Linked DNA regions of Macaca fascicularis: region 1 is linked to region 2. A link is a contact called in public Hi-C data. All regions are on one chromosome and are shown on one strand. The core of a region is the stretch at or near the end of the contact, and the rest is flanking DNA. Distances in the headings are between cores, read along the strand shown. Region 1 has its middle 99 kb from the start of LPP. Region 2 has its middle 250 kb from the start of TPRG1.

The links. A called contact is a pair of places that touch in the nucleus more often than the background predicts.
Region 1: a Hi-C map of skeletal muscle shows a contact between it and region 2, with 4 times the contacts expected there. The contact joins two enhancer-like sites. A contact is called at or near these places in 2 of 2 Hi-C or Micro-C datasets (liver and skeletal muscle).

What each region holds. Positions count from the first base shown.
Region 1 is chr2:10,471,298-10,478,039 of T2T-MFA8v1.1, forward strand. No RefSeq gene overlaps it. Among named protein-coding and RNA genes, the nearest start is that of LPP, 99 kb to the left of the region's middle. Within about 2 kb of position 3,299, at least 3 of the 6 cell types and tissues checked have an H3K27ac peak or open chromatin away from gene starts, as enhancers often do.
Region 2 is chr2:9,571,178-9,577,749 of T2T-MFA8v1.1, forward strand. No RefSeq gene overlaps it. Among named protein-coding and RNA genes, the nearest start is that of TPRG1, 250 kb to the left of the region's middle. Within about 2 kb of position 1,749, at least 6 of the 6 cell types and tissues checked have an H3K27ac peak or open chromatin away from gene starts, as enhancers often do.

The DNA of each region.
Region 1 (6,742 bases), core at 2,049-4,548, 900 kb after region 2:
CTGTACTTTGAGTATCATTGCCATGGCAGGAGAAGTAACTTTCTGGATGGAAGTTGGCCTTCATAAAGTCAGGCTATATTTGCAAATTAAGTGCTTCCCTTATTAACGTGGTCCAATGGAACAAGCATGGGCCTATGAGTCTGCACATGGCTGTTTCTCTTTGATCCATGACCCTGGGCAAGTCCTTGACTTCCCTTAGACCTTTTTCTTTTTAATCTCTAAAATGAGATTAACACCTGCCCATGTTTGCCTTACAGGACTGTTGTGGAAGACAAAGGATATAGGAATACTTTATAATATGCAGACATATGAAGTCATATGTAACTTAATATTGAGTGTGTCCTTAACAACTAAGAAAAATGTGAAAACAACATGTAGAACCAGTCAAAAGTCACCTGTGGCCAAGGTGACACTGAAGAAACTAAACTTTCTTTTTCTCCAGGTCATTTTGTTTTCCTAGTAATAGCCCAGCTTGAAATGGGGCTTTGGGACTTACTAAGGTGTTCATATGTCCTGGCTTGGCTGGGACAATCTTATTTGCAATGGCCATCCTAGTATAATTTTTAATTATCCTTTTTTTTTTCTTCTTTTTTTTTGAGACGGAGTCTCACTTCTGTCTTTAGGCTGGAATGCAGTGGCACAATCCGGGCTCACTGCAACCTCTGCCTCCCAGGTTCAAGTGATTCTTCTGCCTCAGCCTCTCAAGTAGCTCGGATTACAGGCGCCCGCCAACACACCCAGCTAATTTTTGTGTTTTTAGTAGAGATGCATGCGGTTTCACCATGTTGGCTAGGATGGTCTCGATCTCTTGACCTTGTGATCTGCCTGCCTTGGCCTCCCAAAGTGCTGGGATTACAGGCGTGAGCCACCGCTCCTGGCCTCATATTGTCATTCTTAAAAGTGTCCCTGTTTTGACAGTAAATTACATTGCTACCCCTAAACTAAAATACCATTCTTTATCACCTTTTCATTTTACATAATGAGGAACGGGAGGCTCAGTGAAGAGAAACAACTTCCCAAATTCACTCAGGCTGCCCAGAGCCTGCAAGTGGAAAATCCCTTCTCTTTGTACCTGGGAAGGAAGGGGAAGAGAATACAGGGTGACAGAATGGTTTCCTTTGTCTGCTCTCCAGCTTCTTGAAGCAAATCTAATAGGAGTGCCCTAACCCCTCTTGATTTCCTGGAAAGTGATCAGCAATAGTAAGGTTGCCAGCGGCCACGAGGGAGCTAAGGGTTGGAGCAAACGTAACAGAAACCTGGAGAGGGAAGCTTTTTCTCTTCTGAACGCAGAAGAACAGCCCAAAGGGAGGAACACTGCCTATTTTATTAGCTAGCTCTTATTTAGGCACTGTGTTTTTTCTCCTTGATGTCTTAACGTAGCTTCATATTCATGGTCTCAATTGATCTAATTCTTACTGTCTTTGGAAATGAATGTGAAGACATCATCGTTCCCATTTTGCAGTGGAGAAAACTGAGGCCGATAAAGGCAGTAGACTTGCTTTAAGTTTCACTGTAAGTGTCAGAGTTGGTACTAGAGCTTCATCTCCTAGGTCCTTGCCCAGTATTAGTTATGCTTCATTTTGCTTCCTGCACAGTCTGCCCTTAGGCATCTAAGACAGAAATCTCATTATAATAAAGTATTTTTGGTATTCACGTAACTTAAGCCTTTTGGATGGAGCCCAAGGCAGAACCATCTTATATCCTGAATTTGGCTCTGTGACAAATAGTGTTAGAACATGGTTCATGATCAACTATGGGTTTCGCTTTACAAACATATCTCTGAAAAACTTCCCTATGTGGATGGAGAACGGGCTAATTTATCTTGGGATAGGAGATTTCTCTTTGAAACCGTTGCTGGGATCCTGGAGAATAGAGAGACAGTCTTACTAGAGTACTTAACTGTGCTGTGCTTGCAAATCCCTAACCTGATGTTTTGCAGAATCTCCATCTCAGAAAGATTTGTTTTGGCAGAGACTGAAATTCTTTATTTGGAACTTGAGGTATCCCTGACCCATAAGAATTCAGCTTAACAGATATGCAGTTGCATCCGTCATCACTCTGCCCTAAGCAGGGCAATGTGCTGGGCAACGGATTTGGTGAGCAAGAGTAGGGGATCCTGGGTATGGTCTTGAGTTGGCGACTAACACATGAGATGTCAGGAGAGCTGCTTTTCTTTTAGGGTGCTCAGTTGTTTCAACTGTCATATGTTGAGACAGCATTAATCGGTGTGCTTTAAACTTTTAAAGCCACCAGATTTTTCTCCCCCCAGAATGCTGTGGAAACCTGGCATGAATAAATAGTAAAAGTGGGACTCAGGGCTTCTCCATTTAGCCACTGTAGGGCCTCTGTGGACTGTAGTGTGGCAACAATTGTATACATTCCTTTTAACCCCCAACACTGGGATTCTGAAGATGAGTAATGGCTTAGTGATAGATGTTAACCCCCTGAAGGGTTGCAGTGAGCCTGGAATTCTGGATACAGAACTGGTCAGACAGTGAAAAGGCCTGTGACAGTGTAACAAACAGGAGAATTGGAGTGGAGGGTAGCAAGATAAAGTTGTACATTTCATGAGTTAACAGCACTTTATAGTTTACAAGTATTTGCACTATAGTTGTCTCTTTTGAACGTATGCAACACTGTGTGCTCAGGCATTTGTTCAGCGATCTTTTGTGAAGCTGGATTATGTGCCCGGTACTGTGGTAGAGCTCAGGATGACCATGTGAGCCTGGAGGAGCTCATCGTCTGATAGAGGAAACGGACAGGTAAAGAGATCATTGCAATTGCAAAATAGAAAAGCTGTAAGAGAGGTGCAAACAAATGTTGAGCAGCGAAGTGAAAGCAATGATTCCTTTTTCCTGGGGAGAGGAGGAAGGCATGCCTATCGTGGGGCCTGGAGGATGAGTTACCTAGGCAGGAAAACAACACACGCATGAAGCAGTGGAGGCCTGTGTGAGCAAGGTGCATTTGGGGGAAGCGGAAAGAGCTAGGGGAAATCTGGCCTTCAAGTTAAGGAAAGGCAGTTAAATTGTGAAGTTAACCTGCAGCTTAACTGGGAAGGGCTTTGAATACAATGCAAAGAATTTGGACCCCATAGCCATTAGAGCCCCATCTTCCAGATGAGGAAAGGGCCTTCCCTTCCCACAGGGCCAGCCGAAACTGTGACTCCCGTGTTCCTTTTGCTACCCTGTGCTGCCTCCAGCAGGCCTGAACCGAGGCAGGCCCTGCGTGGGAGAGGCCTCTGGGCTGTTTATCCTGCTCCAGTGGGGCTGGCTCTGGCAGGGAGTGGAAGTAGGTGAGGTGGGGGCTGTGGAGCAGAGGAGGAGCCTGACAACAAGGGCTACATTCAAGGCCTGCACTGGAGCCGAGGAGGAGAATGGAAAGCTACAGTCTGTTGGAGCCATCCAGCCTTGGCAAAGCAGCCGGGGCCTTATAAGGAAATGTTGTTCTCTCCCAGCCAGTGGGGCTGGGATGGAGCCCTGTGCCCACAGGACAGAGCTGCCCTTGTGGTGGTAGGATGGGGGTGCCACCCGCCCCTCTGCTGTGAACAGGAGCTGTCAATGGGCCACTTCTGCAGGCTCAGCATTCCCTCTCAGCCCCAGTGTGCGTGCAGCCCCCACCCCTCCATGCCCTCCCACTCCCCATTGCCTTGGGCTGATTGGAGGAAAGGAAAAAAACAAAACAAACAAAACAAAGACTTGGCCAAGTCCCAGCCTCAATGCTGTTTGATGCCGAATTATTCAGAAAATAGGCTCAGGTCAGATTCTCTCTTTTTCCTGAAGAATGCATGAATAAGGGGATTGCTCTTTGTCCTCCTTCCCTGCCCAGCACCCTCATCTCTTTTCCTTGTGATCACGAAACTCCCAGCACCCGACACAGCCCAGCGCAGAAAGCAAGAAGCTGAGATGAGTGGGCAGGGAAAGTCTTGCGTTGGTGTCTTTTCCACCTCCCGGGGTAGAGCAGGAGCCACCGGAACACTCAAAGGAGAAGGATGACTCTCCTCAGACTCCCTACCTGTGCCAGGCAGACCAGAGGGTCAGGGAGAGAGAGATGGGCACAGGGCAAAAACAGAGCCTGCCCAGAAAGCAATATAAAGTGCTCCTTGGGGCTGGACACGGTGGCTCACGCCTGTAATCCCAGCACTTTGGGAGGCCAAGGCAGGTGGATCACAAGGTCAGGAGTTCGAGACCAGTCTGACCAACATGGTGAAACTCCGTCTCTACTAAAAATACAAAAATTAGCCAGGCGTGGTGGCCTGCGTCTGTAATCCCAGCTACCCAGGAGGCTGAGGCAGGAGAATCGCTTGAACCCGGGAGGCAGAGGTTGCAGTGAGCCTAGATCGCGCCACTGCACTCCAGCCTGGGCGACAGAGCAATGCTCTGTCTCAAAAAAAAAAAAAAAAAAAAAAAAAAAAGATAAAGGAAGTGCTCCTTGGGAAAGGACAGTAAGCATTAAGGACAGTAAGCATTAGTCAGCTCCTGGAAGCAGGGCTTTTCCACAGGGAGTGAGGAGAGATGATTTAAAGCACTGATCCCTAGCAGATCTTTCTGAACTCGAGATTGGGGGCAGGAGCAGAAAAGATGCTTAGTGTGGCCTTTTGCTTTGGCTATTCATAGACCCTGTGCATGAAACCGTGGAGCTACAAGGAAGCAGGTTGGCCAGTGCAGCTCCTCCCCTAAAGCTGAAATATTTTTACAGCAAGCTTGGCAGACCTTCAGCTAACCAGTACTCCTCTAGTCATCATGGACTCAGTCCCTCAAGTTAGTCCATCCCAAATGTACAGCTCAACCCAACAAGGAGACGTAAGTCATGGAAATCAAGAGGAAACTTCTGTTTTTGAGGAGTTTACCATCCAGAGCAAAGCTACGAGGAGCACACAATAATCCAAACACAAAGAAGAAAGTTATGGCTGGGTGTGGAGGCTCAAGATTGTAATCCCAGCACTTTGGGAGGCCGAGGCAGGTGGATCACCTGAGGTCAGGAGTTTGAGACCAGCCTGGCCAACATGGTGAAATCCCGTCTACTAAAAACACAAAAATTAGCTGGGCATGGTGGTGCTGCCTGTAGTCCCAGCTACTCAGGAGGCTGAGGCAGGAGAATCACTTGAACCCGGGAGGCGGAGGTTGCAGTGAGCTGAGACCATGCCACTGTGCTCCGGGCTGGGGGACAGAGTGAGACTTTGTGAAAGAAAGAAAGAAAGAAAGAAAGAGAGAAAGAAAGAAAGAAAGAAAGAAAGAAAGAAAGAAAGAAAGAAAGAAAGAAAGAAAGAGAGAGAGAGAGAGAGAGAGAGAAAGAAAGAAAGAAAGAAAGAAAGAAAGAAAGAAAGAAAGAAAGAAAGAAAGAAAGAAAGAGAAAGAGAAAGAAAGAGAAAGAAAGGAAGGAAGGAAGGAGAAAGAGAAAGAAAAGAAAGAAAGGAAGGGAGAAAGAAAGAGAGAAAGAAAGAAAAAGAAAGGAAGGAAGGAAGGAAGGAAGGAGGAAAGGAAAGAAAAAAGAAAGAAAGTTATGGGCTCTAAGAAAAACAAAGGAATGACGTCTGAGGTGAAAGTAAGGAGAAATTGCTCTTGACTAGGTGTCCACAGCAGTAGACGAGGAAGGGTCTTACAGAAGAGATGGAATTTGGGGTGAAGAAAAGCTAAAAGTCCAAAAAGTGACATTTTGAGAGATTGTAGGGAAACGGCTTCCGGGGGAAGGAACTAGCCTGGGCAAGATGTGGTGGCAGGAAAGCTTGGGGCTCACGTGGTGTCTGTGGGGAGATGGACAGCTGGATTAGTGCAACAGGGAGAGGAGGGGCTGTGGTTGGAGAATGGCTGAGTCCCACATTTGGGGGCATTGAATCCCGGAGGGAGGAGGAAATCCAAGTGATTGGCAGCCAGGAACCACTGAAAGCTTTTCAGCATGAAAGAGATGTGACCGGTATAGTGGTTCAGCAACTGTGATCTGGTGTCAGGTGCAGGAGGGAGAGGCGTCCTTCTCTCTGCTTTGGTGAAGCCAGGAGAGTACCACTCCCTGAAGCAGAGCTTTGGAGGTGTTGTGGCCCTTTCCTGGGCACTGGAGGCCTGGCTCTCCAGAGAGCCACCTAGATCTCAGGATTTCAAGCACCGCTGCATCTTGGAGGCTGGCTGCTTTTTGAATGAGTGACCCTTCCCCAGAAAAGACTAGGACTGGCCACGTTAGCTCAGTTCTCTTTTCACTTTGGGGCTTTGCTTGCACAAGCCATTGTGTTCAGATATGGTTAAGAAACCTAAACTTCAATCCTTTTTCAGGACTCGAAGACCTGGCAGGGTTCCAAAAAGCACCCAGGTTTGAAAGGCAAAAGCACCTGGATGCCATCTCATCTGAAAGAGTGTCCTTTGTAAGGCATTCACTATTTAGACACCTGTGCTTGTCTCACACCTGATGATAATAGAGCAATAACCTTCTCCTCAGCTTTTCCCTCCATGGCTTCTTTCCCTTCCTTTTGGATGCCTGCCCCCATCATGCCATCACTATGCCTAGGGAGTATGAGGCTTTTGCAGAGTGCTTTGGTCTGTTGGAAAGAGAGCAGGGATAGCTTTTTGTCCCAGAGAAAAATCCAAGGTGCTCTGGAGGATAGCAGTGGAGTTCCCTCTGTGTTCTGGATCTGGGTTCGGGCCAGTCTGGCTGTCCCACTGCTCAGCATGGCCAGTTCAGCAATAGGATTCTGAAGGACCTGAACTTGATCTTCACACCTGGCCCCTGCCTTCTGGCCACAGGGGGCTGTAGCTGA
Region 2 (6,572 bases), core at 499-2,998:
AATTTTTTTAAGACGCCTCAGCCAAGGCCCAGGTGGCAGGAAAGCTGGAGGCGTCCATGGCACACGGCGACCAGGCAGAGTCCATCTGATGTGGCTGCCACGGAAGGAGTGGTCAGATCAAGCAGAAATGAGGCAGGAAGGCTGCTGATGCCAGGCTGGTCTTGGTTCTAATTTCCTAGACAGCACCGGGGTGAGCTATCCTCCTGTCATCAGCGTGGCTGCACAAATCTCCATTCTCCTAATCCTGGACTTTTGTTGAGACTGCTCAGACCGACATCTCGTTTGGCTGCTGCTAGTCTTACCAGGTTGACTGTCTTCCCTCCAACAAGGAAGGGAGTCTCATTTGAGGAACTGCACAACCTCTTCTGGTTTCTGTACCGGTCACTTTCTCTCTCTAGCCACTGGAGAAGTGGGTTGGAACATTAGGGGAAGTGTCTGTTTGGCAACCTCACAGGGCTAGAAAACTTGAAGAGGGTGGATTTTAGGGGCTACCCCCTTGAGAACATTCAAACGTTTGAATCTTTCTGCTGAGATCACTTATATTCCATTTTCCAGGAGTACACACAAGGCCAGAGGCACTTTGGACCTCAGGGCTTTCAGAGGGATGAAAGACAAGGCGGTCAGGGAAAGAGTTTCTCATTTGGCCTGTTTTGTGATGTATGTCAGGAAGGTGTTATTGTGGTGAACAATTAAGAAGAAGGGAATTTAAAAGCCGAGAAATGAGTGACTCACCCAAGGTCACATAGCAAGTGACAGAGCTGCGAGCAACTTGAATGCAAATCTCCTGGAGCCAAGCCATGTATTCATGCACCTACCTCAAAGCCTGCTCTCAGAAAGAAGTGGAAGAGGGAAAGGAAGAAGAGAGAAAGAAGAAAGAGGAGGGGGAGGAATAAGAGGGAGAGAAGCAGAGGAGGAGAGAGACTGCAGAGCCCGTGACTGTAGGTGAAGGGCCTGGGACCTTCTCCTTTCACCCCTGCTCACCCCGACTCCCTTAACTCCTCCTGGACCCAAGAAAATGGGTCCAAGTCTGTGCGGTAGGGAAGGGCTGCTGGGTAACTTCTTTACTGAGGCGCAAGCATGGCCCTGCGGGGTTGCTGAGCCTTTCAAAGGCCACTTGTAAACTCTGATGCGGCGCAGAAGCTGGCCCGGAGGGGCTGGGGCCCGGGCCAGGAGGAGAGGACGGGCCTGCCTTTGGTGCCTAGAAATCAAAGCAGCCAACCTTGGGCTTTTTCTTCCCCCTCACACTGAGGCACTTTTATTGGCGAGATGAAGGGAGGCAGAGCGGGCCTTACAGTCCTCGCTTTGCTTTTGGAGGTTAATGACCCAGTTAGCAGCTCTTGGCTGCGTTTCCGACATTTTGCAGACATCAAGCCCCGCGTCTCTGCCAAGTACATTCTGTTCCCTGGAGCACATCCAGTGCATCTCAGATTACTATGTAATGCGACAAAGAGGGAGAGGTGGCTGGGAGGGGCATCGGGGAGCGGGGCGGGGAGGGGAGAGGGCGGGATGCAGGAGCGTGCGGGGAGGAGAGGAGGATGCCACTCTAAATATAGCTGCCCTCCTGGAATGCGTCTTTCAAGGTGCTTATTTACTGCACAAGAGTGATCCCAAAGTGAGGGTACGATTGGGCCCTGTCGTCCAGGAATCCTGGAGCGCCGAGAGCGAAGCCCAGGACCAGGGCGAGGACAGAGAGTGGGGGTGGGGAGGAGGCTGCAGGAGGCTCCTGGCTGGGAAGGGCGGGGAAGGTGGAATTCGAAGGGGGCGGGGCTAGGAGGTGGTGGCCCCGCCCACAAGGCCGCCGCCCCGCTTTGCAGCTCCAGCCTGAGCTGCAGCCTGCGCACTAATTATAGACGTGAATGGAAAGCGGCCGCTTTTGAATGATCGCGTTGCTGGAGCTGCCGTTGGAAGCTTAGAAGCAGGTGCTACCGTGCTAGATACAAAGCGATCTATTTAAAAGTCCTGTGTCACGCACGCACCCTTACTGACGAATCCTCTGGCTCTCTCCTACCACCGCCCGGTGGCGGATTCCGGAATTGGTTCAAAAGGCCTTGATCCCGAAGACCCAGGACAGAGACAGAGGACATTTCCTACCTCTTTCGCCTGCATCCTTAGAAAACTCCCGAGGATGAGAAGATCCCCAGACCTTTACAAGCTGTTGTTTTACAAACGGAGAAACTGAGGCAGGGAGAGGCGCTGGATGTGCACCAAAGCACGTGGTGCGTCAGTGCACAGCTGAGGTAAAGTTCTGGTCTCCTGACAGCCTCTCCATTTGCCTCACCGGATTGGAACTTGAAGCAAGTCTCACTTTAACGCTGTTAATTTCCAGGCACGGATCTTTAGCCAATGAGCATCCTCCTCCTTTCCTGGTTCAGCGCCTACTCCCTCCAGTCGCCACCCCCACCCCACTCCCACAAGGAAAACTTGCTAATGCTGGCTGATTCTCATTGCTAGGTTTACTAGTTCAGGCCTGGAAACTGGGTAACCTCAATAACTATGACCATTTCAGTATGTGTGAGTCAATCTGATGTGCCCTCCGTCAGCATAATCCTGTCACGAGGAAAGACGCAGGGGGCAAAACCCAGACGTTTGTTTCGCATCAGCATGTTGGCTGCACCTAGTGCTCACAGCCAAGAGTGTTAAAGCACATGATGACCTAATCCAGTCCATACGAGTACAGTGAAAATTCTTATGCCCATTTTATGGAATCCCTGCAGAAATGGAGTCTTGGAGGGAGGAAGTGACTTGCTCACAGTCATCTGCTGATGAGTGGTCTACTTGGGAGCCAAAACCAAGTTCTCCACTCTCGATGTGGGCTATGTCCAGTATTCATGCTTTGGCCTGCAAGGGGGAGCAGAAATCCACTTAGTAATAGAGAGGGATAACTCTCCAGTCCCTCGGACACCTGGCGTGTCCTGAGTATCTCCACTCTGACCATTGGCCTTTTCTCCCTGCGGGTCTGGGGCCACTCCCACGCTAATCCATGGCATTAAACTGGGCATGGAGAGCTGCTGTCTTCTCTAGAAACCGAAATCTTCAAGTCCAGTATCTACATCCATTACCACCTGGACCCATCTATGTCTCCTTACCTTTGCTGACTGCTTTGGACTTAACTCTGCCTGTGTCTCTCTTGGCTATTCCTGTAACCTCAAGATCTCCACCAGGGCAGATGGATAAAGAGGCAGCATCCAGTAACATGCTGAAAAAAGAAGGGAGAGGGAATAGGTGTGGATGATAGAATATTTTAGTTGTTTTTTATTTACTTCTTGAAAGCAGAAACTGTATCTTAGTCTTTGTAAGTCCTCCTTCTTCCCAACATACACAAGGTCCAGCCCAATGCACCGAGCATAGCAGACACCCAGAAATGTTAAAGAATCATAAAACTTTCACATGGCTGTGGAAAATTGTATATAGCTAGGTTGGTCATAGTCATGTTTCTCTGATAACATAGATAGGTAGCTTAGAGCATGGACTTTGTGCCTACAAGCCCATGTTTTGCATGAACTAGTTATACAATACTGACAAATTACTTAAGTTTTCTAGGTCTCAGTTTTCTCATCTGTAAAATGGGCATAAGTGTACCTCAAAGAAGCAGTGCTGAGCAGTACTGGTAGTGCTGAGCCAGGAAAAAAGAAAAATGTTCATATGTGGTTTTTTTCTACAATCGGGCTACTTAATTTGGAATCTGAATTCAACTATGAGTCTAGCACAATGACTAGTGTCAGCACTCAGTAGTTCTTCTCACACAGCGTTGTTCTAGGAATTAAGTTGGATAATATATATGAACACTCCTTGTACAGCGATATAAGATTGTTCACATACTTTATTATTAATAAAGTTGCCCCAGGTTACACAGCTAACATATAGTGGCCCTGGGATTTAAATCCAGATATGCTCCTGTCTGTGTCCTAGGTCTCCAGGCTCAAGTGCATAACAATAGTCATCATTACTGAGCACTGATTCAATAATATCGTTGTGCGTTAACTGTGCCTGCTTCTATGTGACATGCAGAAAAAATAGACATGCCATTAGGTTGGAAATAAGTAGGTAAGGGCCTAGGACAGATACACAAGTAACTATGTAATACCAGTCAGTGGATGATGAGTGCTCTGATTAGCACAATAAACCAAATGCCATGGGCACCAGGGAAGAACAAGCAGATACTCCCCGAGGTGGGGAGAAGAGTTCAGGATGGCTGCAGTGAGGGTAAAGGAGCATGAACAGACCCTGGAAGAACTGGTAGCATTTGGACAAGTGGGGGTAGAGGTGAGGGAAGTTCCTGATAAAGGGATCAGCAAGAGCAAAGACCCAAACGCAGGAAAAGAGAGGGAGGATTTAGAGAACATAAGCTTGCCAGCATTCAGAGAACATAGTGCCGGCAGAGAGTGAGCAGGGCAGAATGAGAAAGCACACCGGGAGCTCAGCAAGGAGACCAGGTGTCCCAGGGAACCAGGGAGAGCTCAGCAGGGCCAGGTGAGTCTCTCTGATGACATGGAGCGCAGCTGTGCTACACTCTCAGGATGATGATGAGTGGAGAAATTTCGCTCTGGGGCCAGATTTTAGGCAGCAGAAGCAAGGGTAGTTTCATAGCTCCTTTGTAGTGCCTCCTAGATCTTGTAATTGTGTATTTACTTGTGTTTCATCTTTTACATTGGCCTATAAACTCCATGAGAGATGGGAACAGGAGCCTTTCCTTTCTTACTTGCCCCAGGGCTTACCACAGTGACATCCATAGTAGGAGCTCGATAAAGACTAGATGAGCAAGTGAATGCTTCTTTGATCCCAAGGCCAAGAGGACCACCAAAGTGATCCAAATGTGGACAAAGGTTTTTCCAAGAAGGTTGTTCCCACCTTTAACTTCAGTAAACAGGTACCCCGGGAGGTGTAAAAGAGTTTAAAATTCACTGAGCAGGAGTGCAGGACTTCTTTCGTGATCCCTCAAATCTATGTACTATAGTTTTAGAAAATGAAATCAGAAAGAACTGGGGAGAAAAGAAAAAAAAAAAGAAACCTTGAGCTGAAATAAAACCCTTCCAGTAACTCTCTATCTCTTACTTATATTAACTACCCATCTTCTGGTTTTAGTCTTCCCTCTCTAAAAAAAAGAAAGAAGGATGAAAGGGAAGGGAGAGAGAAGAAAAGAAACTTGCCCAAGAAAGCTATGAGTTTAGGCAACTGATTTTGTTGTCTTCTAAAGCCTTCTATGGCCTGGATCCCTTCCCAGCTCAAGTTGGGAAACAGAAAAGAAATCCAATTGGTTTCCGTTGTTAAGGGTTTGGGACAAACCGCTGATAGAAGCTGTGCCAACTGTCCTATCCTGGCCTTCTTTGAAATAGGAATGTCATTGCCTTTTGTCCTTCCACTTGGAAAGGCAATTTAGTGCTATGTTTTTTGAACAGGGGCATAGGATTCCAGGGGTGGAACAAACAGAACCTAGAGGTTACCTAATTCCACCCCTTCATGTTATAAAAGAGAAAACTGAGGAAAAAGAGAGAGGAAATGACTTGTTGATGACTGCCCATCACATAAGTGATAGAGAAAGGCAGAAAGGGATGAAGGCTTCTAATTTTAATGTTAGTGCTCTTTCCATACATGATGACAACTTCTTTAAGAAAGAACTCATATTTCTCTGAAAAGAGGGTCATTTTAGAGAAGCAGCTCTGGTTTTAAATCCCAGTACTACTGTACATTAGCTGTGTAACCTTGGGCAAGAACCATATATTCTGCAATAACAATAGTCAGCATTACTGAGCACTTATTTTGTGCCAGGCTTAGAACAGTAAAGAAACTGGCCCAAGGCCATATAAGTTGCAAGTAGTAGAGCCAGTTTGAACCCAAGACTGCCTTATTCTAAATCCCTTAATATTTTCATAGTAGCACATTGCTTCTGTATGCCTCAGTTTTCTCATCTGTGAAGTAGTTATTTTTAAGAAAGAATAAGATATAAAGTGCCTAGCACAGCACTTGACATACAGTAGGCACTCCATAAACATCAGCTACTATTATGTTGAAGAAAACCTTTTGAATGCATTCAGTGTGTTACACCTTAATCTTACCATTTTGATTATATTACTCAAGAATGTTGCCTATTATCAATCATCATCCTCACACTCATCAGTCTCCACGAGCCCTGTCTCAGCTTTCCCCAATGTGTCCTCTCACGGGGTTACGTTCCAAACAGGGAAGATCTAAACAGACAGATAAGGCAGGATGGGTACTCACTCTGCTTGTTTGTGCGGAATACTGAGGCAGATAGGTCACTCTAACAAGAGCAGCTGCAGCCACTCACAGATCCAGGTGCAGGAGCCAGGTGGGTTGAACTAACTAGGGGCCAGATTACAGGGATTTGGGGTCAGTAACGCCTAAGGTGGGCAGACTACAGCCTCTGAAAGGCCGATTCACAGGAGGAGGGTTCAAGCTACCATTTCTGACAAAATGAAGACAAGACGTTAGCTAGGAGGAAATAAAACTGGGTAAGTAGATCACCAGAAAAAAGAACATAAAAACCAGGATTAAACCAGGAAGGAATTGAGATTATAAGGGATCTAGGACCTCTAAAGATGACGGATGAGCCT